Linked DNA regions of Drosophila melanogaster: region 2 is linked to region 1. A link is a contact called in public targeted proximity ligation data. All regions are on one chromosome and are shown on one strand. The core of a region is the stretch at or near the end of the contact, and the rest is flanking DNA. Distances in the headings are between cores, read along the strand shown.

Region 1 (5,784 bases), core at 910-3,409:
GACTTTCCACAGGACTACGAGAAGTTCAACGAAATCACGGACGAATTACTTGGCGAAAACATCGAGTTAATTGTGGGGTAAGATTATTTATTTTGTTAAATGCATAATAGTAATAATAATTTACATTATCACTTAGAACTCACAACATAGCCTACATAGACAATGCCATCACTTCTCAGCCTCAGGCTATTTTCAACTTTTCGCGCAAATGCGGCCCCGATGAGCTGAATAACCAGAAGTACGCCCTCAGTCTCGTTCCTCGCTGCAATGCGACGTTGTGCAGCTTCAAGGAGGCACTGCATACCGTCTTCAAGGTGACCAACCGGCGACCCTGGGTGTGGAACGCAAAGCTGAACATCGGCAGCAAGATCTCCATTAGCCTGCAGGGCATAATCGCCATGAAGAACCAGACGCCCGTAAAGCTGGTAAAGGTCTGGGCGGAAAAGGATGAGATAGTGATACGGGAGACTCGTCATTATATCAAAGGCACTGAGATCACCCCGCTGCCGGAGAATCTGATAACCGGTTACATGCTGGGCGGCACTCCGGTGCCATACGACGAGGCCGTGCTAGAGCCAAAGGAACCACACCCACCTGGTCTCCACTTCTTTGGCTTTATCAAAAGAAATGCCGTGCCGGATGAGTACTTTTGTGGCGAGTCCTTGTACCTCCTGGTGCATCAGAAGCACAATCAATCTGCCGCCGTGAAGCTGGACGCTCTGGTGCGTGCTCTCGTTTCTTCGGATCGGGCCATACTGTGCTGGAAAATATATAGCACCAAGTTTAATAGACCGCAAATGGTTGTGCTACTGCCCCGCTTAGCAGACGATACCCATCCGGCTACTTTGTATATGCTGGAAGTTTCCTATACGTCTCAGCACCACTTCTGGGACTTTCCGGCACTGCGAACCACCAAGACGGAGTGCAGCGAGGAACAGCTGAATGCCATTGATCAGTTAATCGATAGCACCGATCTGGAGTGCACACTGCGGGACACGCAGCAGCCACGTCCGTGGGCGCAGAATGATCTGCTGCCGTTCGACGCACTTCCCAGCATCTTTGAGCAGAATGTCATGGACATCCTAGAGCGAAAAGTTATCTATGATAACGACAAGGAAGACAAAATGCTTAAGGACAAAAACTTCGCAGATGTATTCTGGCGAGTGCCAGATCCCTTGGAGGAGAAGTCAAAGAGAGCGGCAGCCATCGTAAAGAAGCTATTTCCATTGCGCTATAGTCGCGCCTGGCAGGAAAAGCTGTTGGCCAAGGAGCAGGCAGAGAATGGTGTGGCAGTCAAGTCGGAACCAGCGGAGAAGGAAATCCCGTTGCCATCAGACGGTGTGGGCTTAATTGATCCAATCTCTGATTTCAGGCGAGTCCTGGCTAGCGTTCACACAATCAGTAATGCCACTGAGCGAGATGCCCGCTTTCAGGCGCTGGCTGCCGATACCCGCGTGGTGATCATCACACTGCTGCAGCGCAGGAAACAGAACATCGGGCAACTGGGCGAGCTCATCACCCTGTACCGACAGAGCTGTATAGACTTCAACACCTTTTTGGAATACGACAAGTTCGCTGAGGAGCTGAAGAAGATCGCGCTGGCCAAGAATCGCAGCGAATTCTGGCAAGACGTTATGGTCGACAAGCAATTGGGCCCTTTGGTGCTTGGCGAGCCGACGCTGGACGACGAATTGGCTCTAAAAGCCTATTACACCATCGAGAATTGGGTGGAGAGTGGGGCGAACGATATGGAAGACGTTGAGATGTAGTTTATCATTCCATTTTGTTATATTAAGCAAATGTGCTAAAATTAGTTTTTGTTATACACAGTTTTTCTTATATGTAAGTCGAAAATAAATTATTATATTGTTTATATATATATACCAGAGTAAAAACTCGGTCGCATGTTTTAAAAACAACATTATATCCCTGGGAAACCACATCCAAATGATGATGATAATACATCTCTATGTTAATAAACATCGACACGCAGGAAGGAAAACGTTAGTAATACTTCTTATGATTGAGAAAAAAAAGTAAAATAAATACAATTTTCAATTCCAAATTTAAACTGAATACTTTTTGAAAATGGCGGCAACAACTTGTTGTTTTGCACTTATCGATATTTCCAAAAATCATCGGAGTGCGCATACCAATTAATCGATTCGGAATTCCGCTCCATACAGCTGATTTTAATCAGCGCTTTGGCAATAGAATTTAGTCAAAACCCGAGGGCATACTGTACCAAACTGTGGGGCTTCTGTTGAGGATTAGCCATGGGAGTTCCCACAAGCGATTGGATATACTGGTGTCGCCTGTGCGCCCGCGACGACGTTGTATACAAAGTGCGCGAGCGGGACGACGATCTGGTTAGGATTATCAGCAAATGCTTTGATGTGGAGGTATGTTATTCGTTTTCCCAGCCTACAGATAGCTTATACATTAGTTTTCCACACACGCAGATGACCCTCGAGGAACCGGAACTGGGCAGCATGTTGTGCGAGGAGTGCTACTCGGTGATTGGCCAGCTGATCACCTTCTCGGATAGCGTTTCCAAAGTACAAGCCATTTTTGAGCTTCTGCGACACTCGGAGCCGCAGGATAGCCAGGACTTGGACGCCCTGCGTCTGGAATACGGCCTTCCGCCGGCCTGCAAGCAGGACCTCGAGTTCCTGGACATAGACGATACGGAGGATAGGTGTTCCTTGGTAGAGGAGCTAACGATATCAGACCATTCCACATCTCCGTCACCCGATTTTGAAGCACAGACCGTGCGAACACGAGCTAATCTCAAACAGTGTAATTCCGATCCCAAAGTGCTAGCCTCACCTACTGCATCAATTCCTGAAGTTGAAACAAAACGAAGTCGCCGACAGCAGTTTGCGGCTAAGCGAAATTCCAAAGTGTACACTGCAACCGAGTCGGATGATGAGGAGGCCATTCTAGACGAAGACGAGGCCGTATCCCCGCCGCCTTTGAAGCGAAAAAGAGGCAGACCCAAGGGCTCAGGCAAACAGAAAAACGTGGACGACAGCGATAACGTAACTTCCCGCGAACCAGACGACAATGCTAAATCCAAACAAGATGACAAGACATCCGAATTGAGCATGTCACCCCATGGCTCCCAGAGTTCGAATTTCGTCGATTATCCCTGCAAAATCTGCAACGAAACCTTTATGTCCTTCATGGCTCTGCGCAGGCACAAGCACGACATGCACGGCGGTCCGAAGAAATACGTTTGCGATCACTGCGGAAAGGGTTTGAAGACCTTCACATCGCTGGTGGAGCACCAGCTGGTTCACACGGAAGAGAAGCCCTGTATATGCCCCGTCTGCAATGCTGGTTTTAAGAACAAAGCTAGGCTGAGAGTAAGTCATCGAATAATCTTGTGGACCAACTAAATCTTGAAATTTGTATACAATTTCCAGGTGCACAGTCAGACACATGGTGAGCCCAAGTTTGAGTGCAATGTCTGCGGCAAAAAGCTGCAGACACGGGCGATTCTTAACAAGCACAAGTATGTGCACACGGATGAGCGGCGCTTCAAGTGCGAGGTTTGTGGCAGCGGCTGTAAGAACTCCACGGCCTTGAAGATCCATCTCCTTGGACACACCGGCCTCAGACCCTACGTATGCAAGTACTGCGGAAAGGCGTTCGCCAGCAACACCAACTGTCGCTCCCACAAATGGAAAAAACATCCGGAACTGGCGTCCAAGGAGGATGAAACCGAATCTTCACGTGTTCCAGTGCCAACATTGGAAGAACTGAGAGCGATGTAAGCTATAGTCATGCATATTATTATTATTAGCTTACTATTGTACTAAATTTTTGGTTTGCAGAACTCGCGAGATGGCCAAGGCCAAACAGGATTAGACCATGTTGGTTGACAAAAATGTATAAATAGCAGTGCGCAGTAAAATTTTATCCCAGAGACATTTACATTTACACTTAATTAAACACACAACTGCCCTTTTTGCATTTAAATTGGTTTTTAATAAGTTTCAAAATAAATTCACTTTTTAAACGCACACTTAAATTGGGAAATGTGTTCACACATGAAAATGACATTGTATAAAAGATAATAATTGTTTGACTCACAATGTAGATTTAAAAATAACAATTGTAATTTGTGACACCAAATTATGCGTACACTTTGAAACACTCAATTGAAACTCCTGTGAGCGGTTGCAGCATATTTTAAAGATGAGCGCTATTCATAGAACTCCCACGCATGGTTCACTAGATTGCGACAAGTTGGTCTGTAGATAATTCCAAGGGCTTATTCACAATAAAATCAGTTTGAAATTATAACTCAGCAAATGTAAATGCTTCGTGCTAACACCAGATACATTGACACCTAATTAAACACACAACGGCCCTTTTTGCATTTAAGTTGGTTTTTTTTTTAATAATTTCAAAATACATTTACAATTTAAACGCACACTTAAATTGGGGAATGAATGAATGGCATATTGATCACCTATCAATATTTTGTGCCACAACTCGGTGATAAAATAGTAAATATTAAGCGATTAAATAATAAAAATGTAACAAGAGAAAAAAATATAAGGAACAACTAAATTAATACAAATTAGATCATTTGTGAGTGGGTCTCTGTGTAGGATAAATATCTAAACATGTTTTGATTTCGATGGTTTCTCTTTAATTACTTGCTGTTTAGGTTAACACGTTGAGAAGCAAAATATTTTGGCATGGCCTTCCTCCAAACCGAGCAGAGTCAATAAATAGTGCATCCAAGTAGGTTGGCTCTCTATCCCTTCCACCTTCACTCACTCCTAGTCAATGTTCAGCGAGGACATTAACTCTTCGACGCTGCATGGAAATAGAGGAAAGAAAAAATCATGTTGATTAAACGGGAATCGCAAGAGACCGCTGTCGGTTAGGCACGAATGTTTACACTGGCACGCACGTGATATCTATATCCTGAAAGGCCACGCCCAGCCAGGCGACCACCAGGCAGTAGTGCTGGAAAAGCTGGAGCAGCAGTTCACCCTCGTCCAGCATTTCCAGCCGCTCGATTCGCTGCCTCTCGGCCGCCGAGATGCTCTCGTACACCTGGACCATGTCCCAGGCGCGGGCGCCAGTCCAGCCGCTGTCCTTGAAGCGGTTCCTCTGCGTATCCAGCGACAAGCAGGATTCAACGCCGGCCAGGCTGCAGCCGCGTCCGCGCAGATTGTTGAGCATCACATCGCCGAAACGGTCGTTCATGTTGACCTGCGGCGAGCAAAGGATTCAATGCACTAGTTGGATGGGAAACACAGAGGTGGCACATGCTCACCTGTTCGTAGTTGACAAAGACGGCTGCTTGGAACTTTTGCGCAATCCATTTGAGCAGGTTACGGCAGTTTTGCGCCTCGATATAGACCAGAACGCACTCGGCGAGAAATATGGTGGGCAGGGAGTAATCAACTTCTGCCTGCTGCAGCTTGCTGTCCACCTCGTCGAGGTTGCGCAGGTCAACGCCCATCAGGTGGTAGCTTGGTCCATGCAGATCCGTGGGACTGAGCCGCACCTCACCATCCTCGTCGTGAATCCTGGCCAGCAGGGCCTTGTTGCGCTTAATTGTGTAGCACTTGCGGGCGGTGACCGTGGGGAAGTCCAGCTCAATGAAGTTCTTCACCTGGTGGGCGGTGTCCCTCAGCCGGAAGTAGAGTGTGTCGAAGCCGCAGCCCAAATTGATGATCTGGCAGTTGCCCGAGGTTTTCTGTATGGACGGACAATGGGTGGAAGACGGTTAGAGCAAGGTCAAACTGGAATGGACAT
Region 2 (5,609 bases), core at 1,554-4,053, 480 kb before region 1:
ATATATAGTGCGCGATAAATGCGGCGCTGTTTGTCCTCAATAGTTTTGGCCTGCCCTTGGTTAAGGTACACAGTACCCAAAACTAACCAGGAAAATGGCACTTTTTTGTTGATGTACTATGCATGTATGTACGTAATCCTTGTCTGTAAATCAACCTTGAAGGACCTGCAATTTGTGGCAGGAGAAGGCATGCATTCGATAATTGCAATAACGAGACAAGATTGCTTATTTATTTTTGTTTTGGTTGCATTTTATCAAAACAAAACAACAACAGCTGTTTTCCGATTAAAAGTCGTTGATGACGCATGAGAAGTCGCCGCCTGGTGCGTCACGAAAAACAGCGCGACCACTTGGCAACTAGAAAAAGGCGGTTTGAGATCCTAGTTGCCCCCGTGGTGGGGCCACCATTTCCTGCTCATCTCCTCCTGGTTCGCAGCACTCGAGACGCTTCGGGGCAAACTTAAAATTTCCATTATGGCGAAATACGGAAATCGCGGATGGATGGAGATGGAGATGGTGTTGGTGCTGGGGCTTGGACATCGCCCTTCCTCCTTTGCTAGTCGCGCAAAATCAATAACTCGAGCTTGGTCTGTGTTTTTTTTTGCTGTCTTTTCATTTGACTTGGGTTTCCAATACCCATACTTATCTGATCTGAAAGCGTGCCGCGAATATCTAAGGTGAACAAAACTTAGAAAAGTTTTGGTTTTCATGTGTTTGGCAGTACAAAAAAGGTTCTTGCTTGCTTTATATCTATATCTATATCTATCTATATCTCGTATCTATCTATATCTATCTATCTATATCAATCTATCTATATCAATCTTCTTGACTATACATTTATTGTAAGATGAATTTATATCTATTGATCCTAAATCATTTACAATTATTCTCAATATTCATTTAAGATACCAATGATTCCAATGATTTAAGTTCCAAGTTGGTAACAGTGTACTGTTTTATTGAATGTTTAGTCTACCAGCTTTCTACCCCATGTAGGTAGCTAGTTTTTGTTTTTTTAATAAGTGTATAAGACTTAATGTATTCTTAGTGTCTGCGTTATGTCTGGCTTTTTTTTTCGGCACGTCTCCGGTTTTATTGACACCCGTGGACAGACTTTAGCTTAGTAAGTTGAGGCTTGAGTGGCAGTTACCCTCATCACATTTCCCGTCCGTTAGTCATTTTCAATTTGTTTACAACCTTTTACTACTATTTTTTGCAAGTCTGTGATTATTGGCGTAAATCGGGCGATCTTGTTTGCCAGGATTGCAGTCGAAGTCTAAACAAAAACTGAAAGAGGGGACAAACAAAAAAAAAAAAAAAGAAAAGGGAACTGGAATTGAAGTACTTTGAACCCCGAATCCAAACTCAGACACACCGGCATTCAGTTGTGTTTGCTTTCTTACCTCCAGATTTCATCGGTTCCTTGTTCTTTGTTTCCTTCTTGTCTGGCCCTCGGTCTAAGTCGTCTGCTCCTGTTTCGGGAAAGTCCAATCAACTTTCCGCACAGACAAAACCATCTGCTACCTCGGAGAGAACAAAAAGTATTTTTTGTCAAAGATACAATAGTCTGTTAAGAAGTTTTGTCTAATTGCACGAATATCTTTATGTTGATTTGAATCAAAAGTTTGATTTCATTAAACTCGTCGTTTAAAGACATTATGATGTATTAACTGATTGGAAAATGTATTTGAAAATCTGTGTATGTAGCGAGGAGCATTCAAGTGGAACAAATGTGTACATATGTATGCATGTATGTTTGTATATAGCGAGTAACAATATAGCCGCAATTTGGTATTAGTGTCGTCATGCCATTTGCCTACATCTCGATTATAATCAACTGGTTTAAATGTAAGACTAATTTCATATTAAGTTACACGTTTGTGTGCGCCGTAGCCTTCATTAACTGTGCATAATATAAACCGCATTTAGCTTTGTTTATTGCCCTTAAATAACGACTGACCTTGGCATCCCGTAAAAGTTATAATCTGACTGCAAAACTTTCCTTCGCTGTATTTGAACACTTTCCAAGTCAGGTAGCTAGATGGGGAAAAAAACCTTTATATGCTAAAGATCTTATCAATCATTTATTTATTCCCCGATTTAAAAAGCGTTTCCACACAGTTATTTGAATATCCTACGGATTATATGTCTATAAGCATTTTGGCACTTTAAAATACCAAGCCATTAACGCGAAATAATTTGTATTGGTCATAAATATAAGTGTTTGTTAGGTAATGTCAATATGATTTGCGTTTCTTCGAAAATACAGGTATATTCAAAATTTTAGTAGAGTTTATTTTCGAAACTTATTTCAGAGACGAAGTCGAAAAAAATATTTTAAGATCTATATTTAAAAAGAACAGAATACAAACTAACTTGTTGTCTAGTTTCTAAAATTAAACAATTTAACATTTTAAAATAAATACCCTCGTGATTTTAAATCAGAACTACTTATATTGTCACTACTATACCAGAACGAATAAAATGCTTTAAAATTTAAACATTTTTAGTAAGCACAAAATTCGCCCTTTCATGGTCCATTGAACTCTGCTAATTATGTTCAACAGTAGAAAAGTAAAACTAACCAAGCAAATTGTTTCTATTTTTCCTGCCTCTATTGTTTTTGCACAACAGACTTTTTAAAGCGCTTTAAATATGCACCAGACTGTAGATAATTTTTTTTCGCTCTCTGCGTGAGCGATTGGAGAGATGTGCGTCACGACTCTCTCTTCGTTCTCCCCGGCAATGGAGACTTACTGCCGGACGGAGCGGCCGTTTCCGTGGCGTAAAATGGGCGGCGAAGAGTTGACAATCGCCAGTCGATAGCAAAACATGAGAGAGTGCTCATCACGCAGCAATACGCGTCTACTTATTGTGGTAATCGTAATCGATCAACGTCTCAGAATCGACACTTGTCGATATTTAATCGAGATACTATCTCGCCGTATAACGGGCGATTAACGATAGGTAAATACAATTTATCCGCTGGCAAATCTGAATGTGGAGGACCAATCCTCAGTATATTCGAATTAACTGATAGGAGAGAAAGCTTTACGATCCGCGGATAAAATCGATTAGTGTCTTCCGGCAAACACCTGTCGATATCTAATCGGGAGTCCATATCAACGGGTTACAAGCCGCCCCGTCGTAATCAGCAACTAATCACTGTATTTGCTTAAATGCATAGCGAAATACCTATGTATATATAGATATTTACATATATATTTGCCTGTGTGATTTTTCAATTTCGCCAAGACGCAAAACAAAAAATACATTGCATAAGTCACAAGTAAAAACCGACTGGGAAATATAGCATCAACAAAAAGTGTTGTTGCTTAACGTGTCATGAGGTAAACACACACACACACTGACAAATCTAGAATGTACTGGTATATACTAGGTGCATTCCGAGAAGAAGTGAAAGTTTTCAGTTCTATCAACAAAGTGTTCCTTTTATATGTTTTGTTTTTATTTTTTTGCGCCCGCTTCTTAATTAGTTTCACGCGTTTCAATATCACTAGCTATTCCACAATGGATTCTCCAATACATACCATAATCGAAATGCCTTTAACATAAGGAATTGGCCAATTTTCGAGAGAAATATTCGCCTACTTTAGGCAAAAGTGCAAAAATAAACACAGGTCGCACTGGGGCCATAGAAAATGGAATATTTGCTTAAAGAGTTATCGCGTTTGTGTGGATATACACGTATATATGCGAAATACATATTATACAATCATTGTTCTGTTTCGGTCTTTATATTTGTGAACTCATTTTATACATATGCTTTTCATGATCATCAACGGAATATAAATAATGTAAACGGTCGTGGAAATGAGCAGTCATTATCTTGGATCACTTTTAGGGAATATTTTTAATATTTTTTTTTTCAGACAGCAGGCGACCAATACATTTAAAATCCACTTCAACGATTTTCCTTGCGTATGTTTTCTGGTTCTCGCAGATAAATTTCAGTTGATAAAGGCGGTTTTCTTTTATTTATTCTAAATTGGCTATTTTGGTTGCTAATTAAGTATTGCAAAAGTTGGTAAATCCTAAAAATGTTGAAATTATTTTTGTATGCTTATGGCACCTGTTTCAAAATTGTACAATATATGTATATTATGTACAACGTGAGCCCTAACCCTTGAATGATTTCGATTGTAATGCACCAGTTTTATAATTAATTTATTTATTTCAATTATAATTTTTATGTATCACTTTGGAATTGACTTGCAAATCGATTTTTTTGTATACAATTTATTTCCAATAAACGCTTTTAGCTGGTAATGTTTACAAACATTCTTCATTTCTCGATTGCAAATGGTGGTCAAATAAATTCCTACAAAAATATTTCTAGCTTTTTTTCAATTTTCATTTCATTTAAATGTGATACTGAATGTTGTCCCAACATTTTATTTCTCTTTTGCAGTTGGTTAGACCTGTTCCCACATCTATGGAGTTTCATCTAGACAGTGCAGAATACTGCCAGGCACAGCACAAATAAAAAGTGAGTATGGATTATTTTTGTAGGGTATATGGACTTTTCGTTTAATTAATTAGCTCAAGTGGCACGGGCGGTACACTTGCTGGCCATGGAAAGGTCACTTGACTTACAGTGAACAAAGCACTGTGACCTTTCTGGACAATTGACGGCTTGACCCGCCCCGAAGAACATCGCGGATAAAAAGAGAGTGTCGTGCGAGACGAAAATGGCGAAAGTCTCAATTATTTCATTGCGTGTAATTGAGCTAAATTGTTTTTTAGTTTCCCACGAATTGTTTTCAATTAAATGAACAATGGGAGTCGCGAGAAAGAAGCTCAAACCGACTTGCGCCAGATTTGTCTGGAATATTGAACTCATTCTAGTCTCACTCTTTGCAGGTAAGCAATCCTACAAAAAGGCGGAGATAGCCTGAGTAAACACAGTCACCACTTCGGAAGTCGCCATCGATAGATAAGTGGTGTGGATACCATCAGAATAATACCGTCAACGGATCAGCTGAAATAGCGGCGACAGCAGCGGCATCAATTAGCCAAAGACTGTCGATCTATGGGAGAGAAAGAAGAATACTAAATTCAAAGCATCGCGGTGATCACAGATCATATCACAGCAAGGATATATTTAAATTTTTAACAACGAAACCTTGAAAAAGTTGTAATATTTTCGAAAACAAAACGGGAACTGAGCCCAAATCATTTTTGTTAGCTTAAAAAATACGTGTGACACTTAACAGGGAACCCTTTTTTCAGTCAAAGAAAATTGATTGATTTTCTTTGTGATAGCAGAAAAAATCCATAATTGTACTTAATTGAAAAGAAAAAGAACTAATTTTACTTAAACGATACTTAAACTAAGTTTGTGTTTTGGTGTAAAACATTTAAGATACGATACGAAAAGAGTTAATTATATTTATATTTATATTTATTTTTTATACATAACTCTAGCCTAAACAAGATTCAATTGTAAGCCTCTAACACGCTGAATTTTTAATCTAGAAATCAAACTACTTCCGTTAAAAGAAACCAATCAAATCTTTGTGAAAACGAAACAAAAACCACACCTCAAGATTGTAAGAAAACAGACTTAAGTGCACACGAGCCAGATT

What was found.
Region 2: a targeted proximity ligation map of the Kc167 cell line shows a contact between it and region 1, with 9 times the contacts expected there. A contact is called at or near these places in 17 of 107 Hi-C or Micro-C datasets (the Clone 8 cell line, the D17-c3 cell line, the Kc167 cell line and 10 more) and 4 of 7 datasets of targeted methods (the Kc167 cell line and the S2 cell line).

Annotation. Positions count from the first base shown.
Region 1 is chr2L:15,764,724-15,770,507 of dm6, reverse strand. It overlaps wek (weckle), which reads left to right and starts at 2,159. Exons shown (of 4, transcript NM_001273543.1): 1 at 2,159-2,402; 2 at 2,463-3,368; 3 at 3,429-3,775; 4 at 3,840-4,375. The coding sequence starts at 2,277. The coding sequence ends at 3,873. Ku80 reads left to right here. Exons shown (of 5, transcript NM_135923.3): 4 at 1-77; 5 at 137-1,878. The coding sequence ends at 1,769. It overlaps CG3793, which reads right to left. Exons shown (of 4, transcript NM_001259109.2): 2 at 5,300-5,725; 3 at 4,919-5,235; 4 at 4,241-4,833. The coding sequence ends at 4,797.
Region 2 is chr2L:16,248,982-16,254,590 of dm6, reverse strand. It overlaps CG46309, which reads left to right and starts at 2,803. Exons shown (of 6, transcript NM_001347787.1): 1 at 2,803-2,967; 2 at 4,433-4,510; 3 at 4,885-5,609. The coding sequence starts at 2,833. The coding sequence ends at 2,961. PRL-1 (PRL-1 phosphatase) reads left to right here. Exons shown (of 6, transcript NM_135936.3): 2 at 4,433-4,510; 3 at 4,885-5,609.